Linked DNA regions of Sus scrofa: region 1 is linked to region 2. The links are chromatin contacts, called in public HiChIP or PLAC-seq maps. All regions are on one chromosome and are shown on one strand. Each heading gives the region's core, a stretch centred on a gene start, on an enhancer-like site or on the middle of the called end of the contact. The rest is flanking DNA. Distances are from core to core; before and after follow the strand shown. Region 1 overlaps SBF2 (myotubularin-related protein 13). Region 2 holds the start of ADM (adrenomedullin).

Region 1 (5,139 bases), core at 1,779-4,278, 76 kb before region 2:
TTTAGCAAAGCACAAAAAAAATTCAAATCCTCAAATGGGATAAATTCAAAAAAGTTTACACCAAAACTTCTGAAAACTTAAAAAAAATCTTGAAAGGAGCAAGAGAGAAACAATGTATTACCTATAGTATAACATCAATTCAAATGACAGCAAATTTCTCATCAGAAACCATGAAGGTCAAAAAGTTGTAGTACATTTTTCAAGTGCTGAGAGAAGAATTCTCAACTAGGAATTCTATTTCCAGCAAAACTACCTTTCAGGAATGAAGGGGAAATTCAGACATTCTCAGATGAAGAAAAGCTAAAAGAAACTGTCACTAGAAGACCTATCCTTAGAGATGGGCTAAAGGAAATTGTTCAAACAGAAAGGAAATGATAAAGGAAGCAATACTGGAGCATCACAAAGGAAAAACAATGGACAGAACAAAAATATTAGTACAGACAATAAATTATAATTTGATGATTAAACAAAAAGCACAATTCAATGTTTAAATACCTTCTACAATATCCCCAGTTTTTCATCCTCATCCTTAACACCTCTAAGTAAAGATGAAATTACTACTTCCCAGATTATTAGATAGCTCTTTCATACGTTGAAATATTTTTTCAGAATCCAAGTCTCCCTAGGACAAAAGTTTTGTTTTTGCTCAGGTCATCACTCTCAAATCAGATCCAAATGATATTTACTGTGCAGTTGCTATACATAAGGGAATTAAACCTAACAAGCTATAAAATAAAACTATTAATCTCCATTTTACACATAAAGAAATAAACTTACATACCAGGTAATGTTCTCACATTGTTCCAGTATTCAACCAATGGCTGGTGTCCTGGTGTCAACTGGCTCTTCTCTTTCTAGGGCAATATTCTCCATCCTCTATCCTTAGTCCAACAACTTTGGTTCACTTAAAACTTCTCTATCTTTAAGTTTACTGCTTGCCTGACTTGTAACCCTTTGCTGTACTGTGGCAGGGCAGATGGATAGGAACCACCAGAATTATCTCCTCTTTCAACACAGAACTTAATCTGGGTGTGACACTATAGGTAAGTCTAGTTCTAGGGCCCTGACTTGCTCTAGTTCCTCCTATTCTATTGAAAGAAACTAGACCATCTCAGGGAAAGCCCACAGAGTCAATAATTAACATCTGCTATACTCAATGTAACAAGCTAAAAATAAGCTCAACCTTCTTCAAAAAGTAAACACTTCAACTACTTAAAGACAACTACTATGTCTTCTCAAAGGTAAATATGATTCCCATTTCCCTTCCTATCTTGGTCACTCTTTCAAGAGTCCTTCTATTTCTCAATAGACTACTACACTAAACGCATCAACAGTAACTATGAATAAACAGAAATAATCCAAGATATAAATATCAGCACACAGTGAATATCTTCAAACTAATCTAAGCAAGTCCTCACAGACATATGCATACACCACTGAGCCTTGTTTTAAAGAAGAACACTATACTGATAATCAAGAGATCTCAGGCCTGTCTTAGCTCTATCTCTAACTAGTAACCTTAAGCAAATCCTCTAACTTCTCTGAATCTCAGTCTCTTACCTATAAAGTGATCTTAGGTCTCTTCCGGCTCTAAAATTCTATGCATGATGAACATCAGAAAATGTGAAATACATACATCTACCACTAGAGGGAACAAAACTATGGTTGTCAACCTAAAGAGTAGACAAAAATCTCCAGATAGATTACCTTGCTAGGAAAACCATACTCATTTAAACTGTATGAATTTAAACTAAGCCTCAATAACTTGTCTGCTGGCAAAGAACTCCACGTTACTGACTAAATATCGTTATTTTGTATGATGTAGAATAAAAGATCTCTTTCTAGACTGGTTAAAGTTATCTTAGACGAAAATGAGTATCACAAAAACATGCCTATTATGTAATACTGAGAAATCAGCAACCTTACAAACAAAACAGGGGTAGAAATAGAAGCACAGAAAGAACACGGGTGAAGGGAAAGGAGAAAAGGAGGAATAAAAAAGAAGCAGCAAGGAATTTCTGCAACATAATAGTATATCTATGCCTTTTAAAGTATTATAGAAATGTATTACCATGATACCACAGAATATTTAGCCCCTGTTGATAATACAGCAGAAAAAAAATTACCACATAAAAATTTTAGGCAACTTTCTTAGAAAACATTCAAAAACACCAATATGTTGGTAGCATTCAGAATGCATCAATCCTCTTAGAATAAAACGAAAATTACACATTTAAAACACAATTCTCTACTATGACTTGCTGTATCACTTGCACTATGTTTTTTAAGTTTCCCTCCAACTGAAGATAAGATTATTACGTGATAGGTACTTAGTTTTAGCATAGGAATTTTAAAATATAACACCTTTGAACTAGGGAGAGAAGTTATTGATTGAACAACAGCAAAGGTCATCATGTTCATCTTCCTCAAACAAGAAAGATTCCTGTTTGTTGCACAATGCAACCAGGCATGATACACCTGAACTTCTCATTAAAACTCATTCAACACGTCTCTATCTATGGGTTTCCTAACTCTAACTCAATAAAGGAAAAGGCAGGAAATCTCTGAGTTTGAAAGAATATCAACCCGTGCCTTGTGTTTTATTAGTACCACACTCTAACCAACTGAGCTAACCGGCCTTTGCCGAACCTGTGCCTTGCGCTTTAAAGGAATACAGATGCTCAATTTCTTCTTCCCAAATATAGTTTAAATACGCCCTCTACCTACAACGTTTTCCTTTTCTCTTTCTTTCACATCTCTAACTCAAAGTTCACCTTGGAGCAGAACCACCAGCACAGATAATCCAAGCCTTATGTTTTCTTCTCAGTTCTTCTCAAAATCAAACTTCCTATCCTACTAAAAGTAAACAAGTTATAAGGCCAGTTGTTTTCCCTGAGGTTTCACTCTTTAAAAACAAAATTGCCTTCTTCTCCCCATAAAACAGTATTTCACAAGCTCCCAATGCCATCTACACCCCTACTGGGCACTTCCACAAATGGTAAATTATTCATGACCAAAATGGGATATTCCATTATTTCTACAAAACCCGTATCTTCTCCTCCATTCGCTGTCATAGAGAGTGGTACCTTATCTATCTGGGTATTCAGTGTCTCCGTCACAAGTTCAGAAGCATATGACAGGAAACCTACAATATTAGCAGCTTACAAGGGAGAAGTTTGTTTCATTTCATATAAAAGAAGTCTAGAAGTGGGAGTCCAGGACAAATGACAGATCTATGGTCTTGGGAATCCAGTTTCTACAGTTTCACTGACCCACTATCTACAGGGTTTGGCCCTCATTCTCATGGTTTAGCGCTAGAGCTCCAAACAACATGTCCATGTTTCAAGTAAAAATTGAGAAGGGCATAGATTATTAGGGAGAATCTCTGGAAGAACAATTTCACATAAACATCACTAGCCAAAGCCTAGTCACACAGCCATGCCTAATTGAAAGGTGGAGTCTTAGTTAAGTGACAACTGTTCTGCCAAACACACACACACACACACACACACACACACACACACGAGCTTTGTTTCTAAAGGAGGGGAAACTAGATATAAGACGGTAACTGGCAATTTCTATCAGAGTCTGACCATTAGTCTGACAAATGTCAACACACTGTACAAAGCCCCACGTTAACTAGGAACATAAGGAACGGTCCAGGAAGGAAGCCATGGGTGTGAAGTTGTGAGAGAGAGAGCCATAGAGAAAGAGCTTTCTGCCTATGCAACATACATGTGCTTTCAGTACCTGCTTTGTGCCCAATGGCTATTTGATGATGGAACTGCTGCTTACTAGGCATTATCTGTGTAGGAAGTTCATATCACTGGTATCCAGTATTTGGGCATTTGTTCTCTATTAGATATAATAGACCTAAAGCATCTTTCAAAAGTAAAATATTTGCAGAGTTCCCACTGTGGTGCAGCAGAAACCAATCCGACTAGGAACTATGAGGTTTTGGGTTCAATCCCTGGCCTCTCTCAGTGAGTTAAGATCTGGTGTTGCCATGAGCTGTGGTATAGGTCGAAGATGCGGCTCAGACTCCTGCACTGCTGTGGCTATGGCATAGGCCGGCAGCTGTAGTTCTGATTAGACCTCTAGCCTGGGAACCTCCATATGCTGTGGGTACGGTCCCAAAAAGAAAAAAAAAAAAAAAAAAAGTAAAGTATTTGCTTGCCAAAAAGGATATAGCTTAGCTCTAAAATCAAGGGGCCCTCACCATGATTCTCCTACCTCAGCCTGGTTCAAGCTCTATAAAGCAATCTAGGTGCAGCTTTATGGATTACTCAGTAAGGGGGATGAAACAGTACACTTAAATGAAGTATATACTGACCCCAAACCCAAAAAGATCCACCAGTTATTGTAATTCCTTTTGGTAGCAAGGGAAATAAGATGCAGTAGCTTATCTTCTATTTCAGAAGGGACATTTCAACATATCCTTAAATACTGTCACCTCAGAAACTTCACTAAGGTGTAGATGTGAGATGTACTTTGAGATGCTGAGATGAACAAAAATCCCTATAGACTAAATTATGGCACAGAGTTTAAAAACTAACTAACCTACTACATTGCTGGCCATTTCTGATGATATGTGTGTGTGTGTGTGTGTGTGTGTGTGTGTGTGTGTGTCCAGGTGCCAGTGTCTATTTCTAGTGAAGAGATCACATGTGGAGCACCAGATACAACCAGAGTAGGCAAAGAAGGTTATGACAATACATCATCATTCTCCAAGATCTTTCTATCTTCTACACAGACAAAACAAGTTCAGTGCACTCCGAACCTTTCTACTCCTGAACCTTTTGGGTCTTTAATGCAATATTAATCTCTGTAATTCAGGACATGAGACTGTTCTTGGTTTATTATCTTGGTAGAAAGAGAGAGCTCCAGAGAGCTACACCTGGCTCTTCCTACCATAATAACTTAATTCACGGATATGGAAGCCACTTGGGAATTCTCCCAACCGTCAAACATATTTATTTCAAGTATTGTTTCTTAGGGAAACAAGATATAACCACAGGATAAATTCACTGACTCACTAGGCCCACTCTGAAATAGTTTTCAGCCAAAGCTCCATTCCATACCTGATTTCCATAAGACCCCATTCTGCCTGGTGAGACACAGTCTCCTGAGTCACTAGGA
Region 2 (4,494 bases), core at 81-2,580:
ACATCCAGAGTAGTGGGTGATAGGACATGAGAAGCCCTCCTGCAAGAAGTAGGGAGCCCAGGAGGCGGAGTGCAACCCCTCCCCCATTCCACCCCAGAAGCTAAATGAGAAAGTGAAGTCAAGAAGCAGTGATGGAAGAGCATAAACGGGTGACAAAACAGGCTTGGGGGTGATTCATCATGAACAGGCAAAATCCTTGGGCGGGAGCTAGGACTCTCCAACCCCCTTTGATGGCATGATGACCCCAGCCTAGAAAAATTCACGCTGAGCCCCAGTCCAGTGAGTCCAGGACACTACTGCTTACCACCTTTGATGTGACTTTGGGCAAATGAGACCCCCTGTGAATCTTAATTTTCTCATTTCACCAAGTAGAAAATCGGTGTTACCTTCCTCATCTAACTCAAGGGTAGGTGTGAGGATCAAAGATCAGGATGTGGCCATGCTTTGTAAACTGTAAAGCGATTAACATTCATGAAGCATTAGTGTGCTCCCTGGCAGTAAATTCTCACGTTTACAAGGGGTGAACGTAGGCTTCGAGGGCAGCAAGGCAAACTTTCAGGTTGTAACCTTATAAGGCATAATTGGATTACTGGGGGGGGGGACGAAAAGGTTATTCTTCCTCCTAATTTTGGTTATTCCTAAATTTCCAAATAGGCACGCAAATTCTGAAACTTCAGATAACTCCCCTCTCTAAATCCCAATTGTCAAATCAGTCTTTCTGAGCCTTGCCCCTATTGCGAAATCTTGCTAGTCCATTCCAGAACCCCGGAGTCTCCGCCACTGGCAAGCCCCCCTCCTCTCAGCTGTGCTCTGTGTGTGCCCTGCCCCTGAGGCTCTGGGAGCGTCTAGGGTCGCGGCCAGGTCAGGCGCCGAGCCGGCAGGGGGCGCGGTCCACTAGAGGGCACAGCTCCCAAGGTCCTGGGTTCAAGTCATCTGCGTGCTACCGTATGCTGGCTCTTGAAGTTCTGTGTCAGGAGACCTTACACTCTTGGCTGCATAGGTCCTGGGTAAGGACCTCAAGAGGCTGTACAGCCTCACTTCGGCTCGGCTTAAAGTCTGAACCCCGTGCAGGGAGAGTCAGGGCTGGGGCAGTTCTTGCACCTATCTCCTGGAGCTCATCTCTGAGCCCTCTCGGTATGAGGGACGCCCCCCACCTCGCCCCCACCCAAAGCACGTACCCTCAAGCAAGCAATGCGCGCGCCTGATTGCAGAGTGCGCGCCCAAGGGAAGAAAGGGAGGGCGCGAGGGCAGCCTAGGCCCCGCCCCCTGCGCTCTTATAAAGCCGAGGAACGAGAGCCGGCCACTCAGTGGTTTCTTGGTGACACTGAGGCGGAACAGCTCGAGCCTTGCCACCTCTAGTTTCTTACCACAGCTTGGACGTCGGGGTTTTGCCACTGCCAGAGGGACGTCTCAGACTTCATCTTCCCAAATCTTGGCAGATCACCCCCTTAGCAGGTAAGCACCAAAAGCGGAGCGGGTTAAAGCGGGTGGGGGTGGGGGTTGCCCAAGCCGGAGACTGGGAGCTCTGGGTGAGGAGTGCTGTCCACTTTGGAGGGTCCTCTGCTGGGTGCATCCCCCATCCCACGCCCAGCTTGTGGATACAGTTGAAACTCCAGAAACCCAGTCCCCTCTGCTCTGTCAGGCAAATTACGACAAGTTGAGAGGGGAACCTCCGGGAGCCTGGCGCGGGGCAGTGGCCTCCCCTGCGGGGCCTGTCACCCGCCTGGCGGGTGCAAATGCCGCTGGCGCCTCTCTGCGCCCCGGGGAGATAAGCGTCTGAGTCAGGCAGAGCGCGGGCTGAGCCTGCCCGCGCCGGGGTCCCCCGCCCGCCTCCGTGCCCCGCCCGGCGGTGCGGCGGGCCCGGGCGCTCACCCTCGGCTCTTCTCTCTCCTATCTCAGGGTCTGCACATCTCAGCCGGGATGAAGCTGGTTCCCGTAGCCCTCATGTACCTGGGCTCGCTCGCCTTCCTGGGCGCTGACACAGCTCGGCTCGACGTGGCGGCAGAGTTCCGAAAGAAGTGAGTCTCGCTCGGGCAGCGCCTTCCCCAGTTCTGGTACCTGCAAGACAAGGGGAACTGACCATTGGTGCCAGAGGGGTTAGAAGTGAATAGAAGCGGGGACCGGCCAGCACCTCGCCTGGACAATTGCGAATCAAGTCTATTTATGTTTTTTAGATGGAATAAGTGGGCTCTAAGTCGTGGAAAAAGAGAACTTCGGCTGTCCAGCAGCTACCCCACCGGGATCGCCGACTTGAAGGCCGGGCCTGCCCAGACTGTCATTCGGCCCCAGGATGTGAAGGGCTCCTCTCGCAGCCCCCAGGCCAGGTAACTATGCCAGACGCCTAGGCGGGGTGGGCAAGAAGAACCCTCCTCCATTGCCCTGCCCCTGGGGATCATCAGGGCTGTATGGCAGTTCAGATAGAGGTAGCAGTTTCCAGCTCCCTCTGGTCCTAGAAAGGCTCCGTTCTCGGTGGCGGGGGCCAAAGACTTGCTTGATGGGGGTCTCACGTTGCCTTCCTTCCCCTCTCCAGCATTCCGGATGCAGCCCGCATCCGAGTCAAGCGCTACCGCCAGAGTATGAACAACTTCCAGGGCCTGCGGAGCTTCGGCTGTCGCTTTGGGACGTGCACCGTGCAGAAGCTGGCGCACCAGATCTACCAGTTCACGGACAAAGACAAGGACGGCGTCGCCCCCCGGAGCAAGATCAGCCCCCAGGGCTACGGCCGCCGGCGCCGACGCTCTCTGCCCGAAGCCAGCCTGGGCCGGACTCTGAGGTCCCAGGAGCCACAGGCGCACGGGGCCCCGGCCTCCCCGGCGCATCAAGTGCTCGCCACTCTCTTTAGGATTTAGGCGCCTACTGTGGCAGCAGCGAACAGTCGCGCATGCATCATGCCGGCGCTTCCTGGGGCGGGGGGCTTCCCGGAGCCGAGCCCCTCAGCGGCTGGGGCCCGGGCAGAGACAGCATTGAGAGACCGAGAGTCCGGGAGGCACAGACCAGCGGCGAGCCCTGCATTTTCAGGAACCCGTCCTGCTTGGAGGCAGTGTTCTCTTCGGCTTAATCCAGCCCGGGTCCCCGGGTGGGGGTGGAGGGTGCAGAGGAATCCAAAGGAGTGTCATCTGCCAGGCTCACGGAGAGGAGAAACTGCGAAGTAAATGCTTAGACCCCCAGGGGCAAGGGTCTGAGCCACTGCCGTGCCGCCCACAAACTGATTTCTGAAGGGGAATAACCCCAACAGGGCGCAAGCCTCACTATTACTTGAACTTTCCAAAACCTAGAGAGGAAAAGTGCAATGTATGTTGTATATAAAGAGGTAACTATCAATATTTAAGTTTGTTGCTGTCAAGATTTTTTTTTGTAACTTCAAATATAGAGATATTTTTGTACGTTATATATTGTATTAAGGGCATTTTAAAACAATTGTATTGTTCCCCTCCCCTCTATTTTAATATGTGAATGTCTCAGCGAGGTGTAACATTGTTTGCTGCGCGAAATGTGAGAGTGTGTGTGTGTGTGTGCGTGAAAGAGAGTCTGGATGCCTCTTGGGGAAGAAGAAAACACCATATCTGTATAATCTATTTACATAAAATGGGTGATATGCGAAGTAGCAAACCAATAAACTGTCTCAATGATGATTCATTCTCGGGTCACGAGTCTTGGGAGGGAGGGTGCCCCCGGTCCTGGTGCGCACGGGAGCCTGGGTGGGAAGGTAGGAGGCTGTGTCGGCGCGTGCTGGCGGGTCTTCGCACTGGCTGAGCTATCAGAGCAATACTCTTTCCGTGCCGGCGTGCGGAGCGCCAGTATCGCGTGCTGGTCGGGGCTTCGCGGGGATGTGCCAGATCACAGACTCGTGTGGCAGCCGGGCCGGGTGGGGTAGGTTGAGTCCTAGCGGGGGAAGCGAGCCTGGACTCTCCAAATTGTACAACAGAGTCCTATAAGTTTATGGAGTTGCTCACGTAAAGCGCACCTCCGAGACCTTCAAGATGAGTTTCCCCGGGCAGCAGAGGTGCCAGAGGTAGAAGCGACTCCAGCAAAAATTGCAACCTCCTCTGGGAAACTCGAAGCCGGGCCACCAACTCCAGTTTTCTCCCAGCCGGGTGCTCCAGCCAGCCTGCGGGCTCATAAGCGATGCTGCGGCGCCCCCAGCCGGCCACCTCGGACGAGCCCGGGAGTCTTCTGGCAGTACGTGCGGTTTAATAAGCCTTCCTACGTGGGAGTCAGCACACAGCCTTAATGAAAGAGGAAAGAAAAAAACAGTTTGCAGATGCCAACCAGGACCGGCCCCCCCCTAGACCTGCACGGCGGCTCCCTGTTCTGGGACCGTGACTCAGCGCCCACACGCTGCGCAGCGTGCAGCTGCTGGCCGGAGGCGGGGGGGACGGACGTGCCGCTGGAACCGTGCGCCTGCGAAGGCCTGAGACCTTCATTGTTCCACCTCCCCTTGCAGCTCTCCTCTTCCTTCCTCCTCCCCAAGGCTTTTTCATTTTTTCTCCACTT

Evidence for each region. HiChIP or PLAC-seq counts read pairs in DNA pulled down with a chosen protein or histone mark.
Region 1: an H3K27ac HiChIP or PLAC-seq map of alveolar macrophages shows a contact between it and region 2, with 4 times the contacts expected there. The contact joins the enhancer-like site here to the promoter of ADM in region 2. A contact is called at or near these places in 2 of 5 promoter capture datasets (fetal liver and liver), 20 of 47 Hi-C or Micro-C datasets (adipocytes, adipose tissue, alveolar macrophages and 11 more) and 2 of 2 datasets of contacts at active chromatin or transcription factors (alveolar macrophages and skeletal muscle).

The regions. Positions count from the first base shown.
Region 1 is chr2:49,305,865-49,311,003 of Sscrofa11.1, reverse strand. All of the region lies in intron 1 of SBF2 (myotubularin-related protein 13), which reads right to left. Among named protein-coding and RNA genes, the nearest start is that of SBF2, 66 kb to the right of the region's middle. Within about 2 kb of position 3,028, at least 2 of the 83 cell types and tissues checked have an H3K27ac peak or open chromatin away from gene starts, as enhancers often do. A contact at or near this core is called in alveolar macrophages and retroperitoneal adipose tissue, where this site is marked.
Region 2 is chr2:49,228,357-49,232,850 of Sscrofa11.1, reverse strand. ADM (adrenomedullin) reads left to right here and starts at 1,330. Exons shown (of 4, transcript NM_214107.1): 1 at 1,330-1,455; 2 at 1,900-2,018; 3 at 2,175-2,324; 4 at 2,531-3,628. The coding sequence starts at 1,921. The coding sequence ends at 2,849. LOC100525978 (a long non-coding RNA gene) reads right to left here and starts at 898. Exons shown (of 2, transcript XR_301768.3): 1 at 1-898.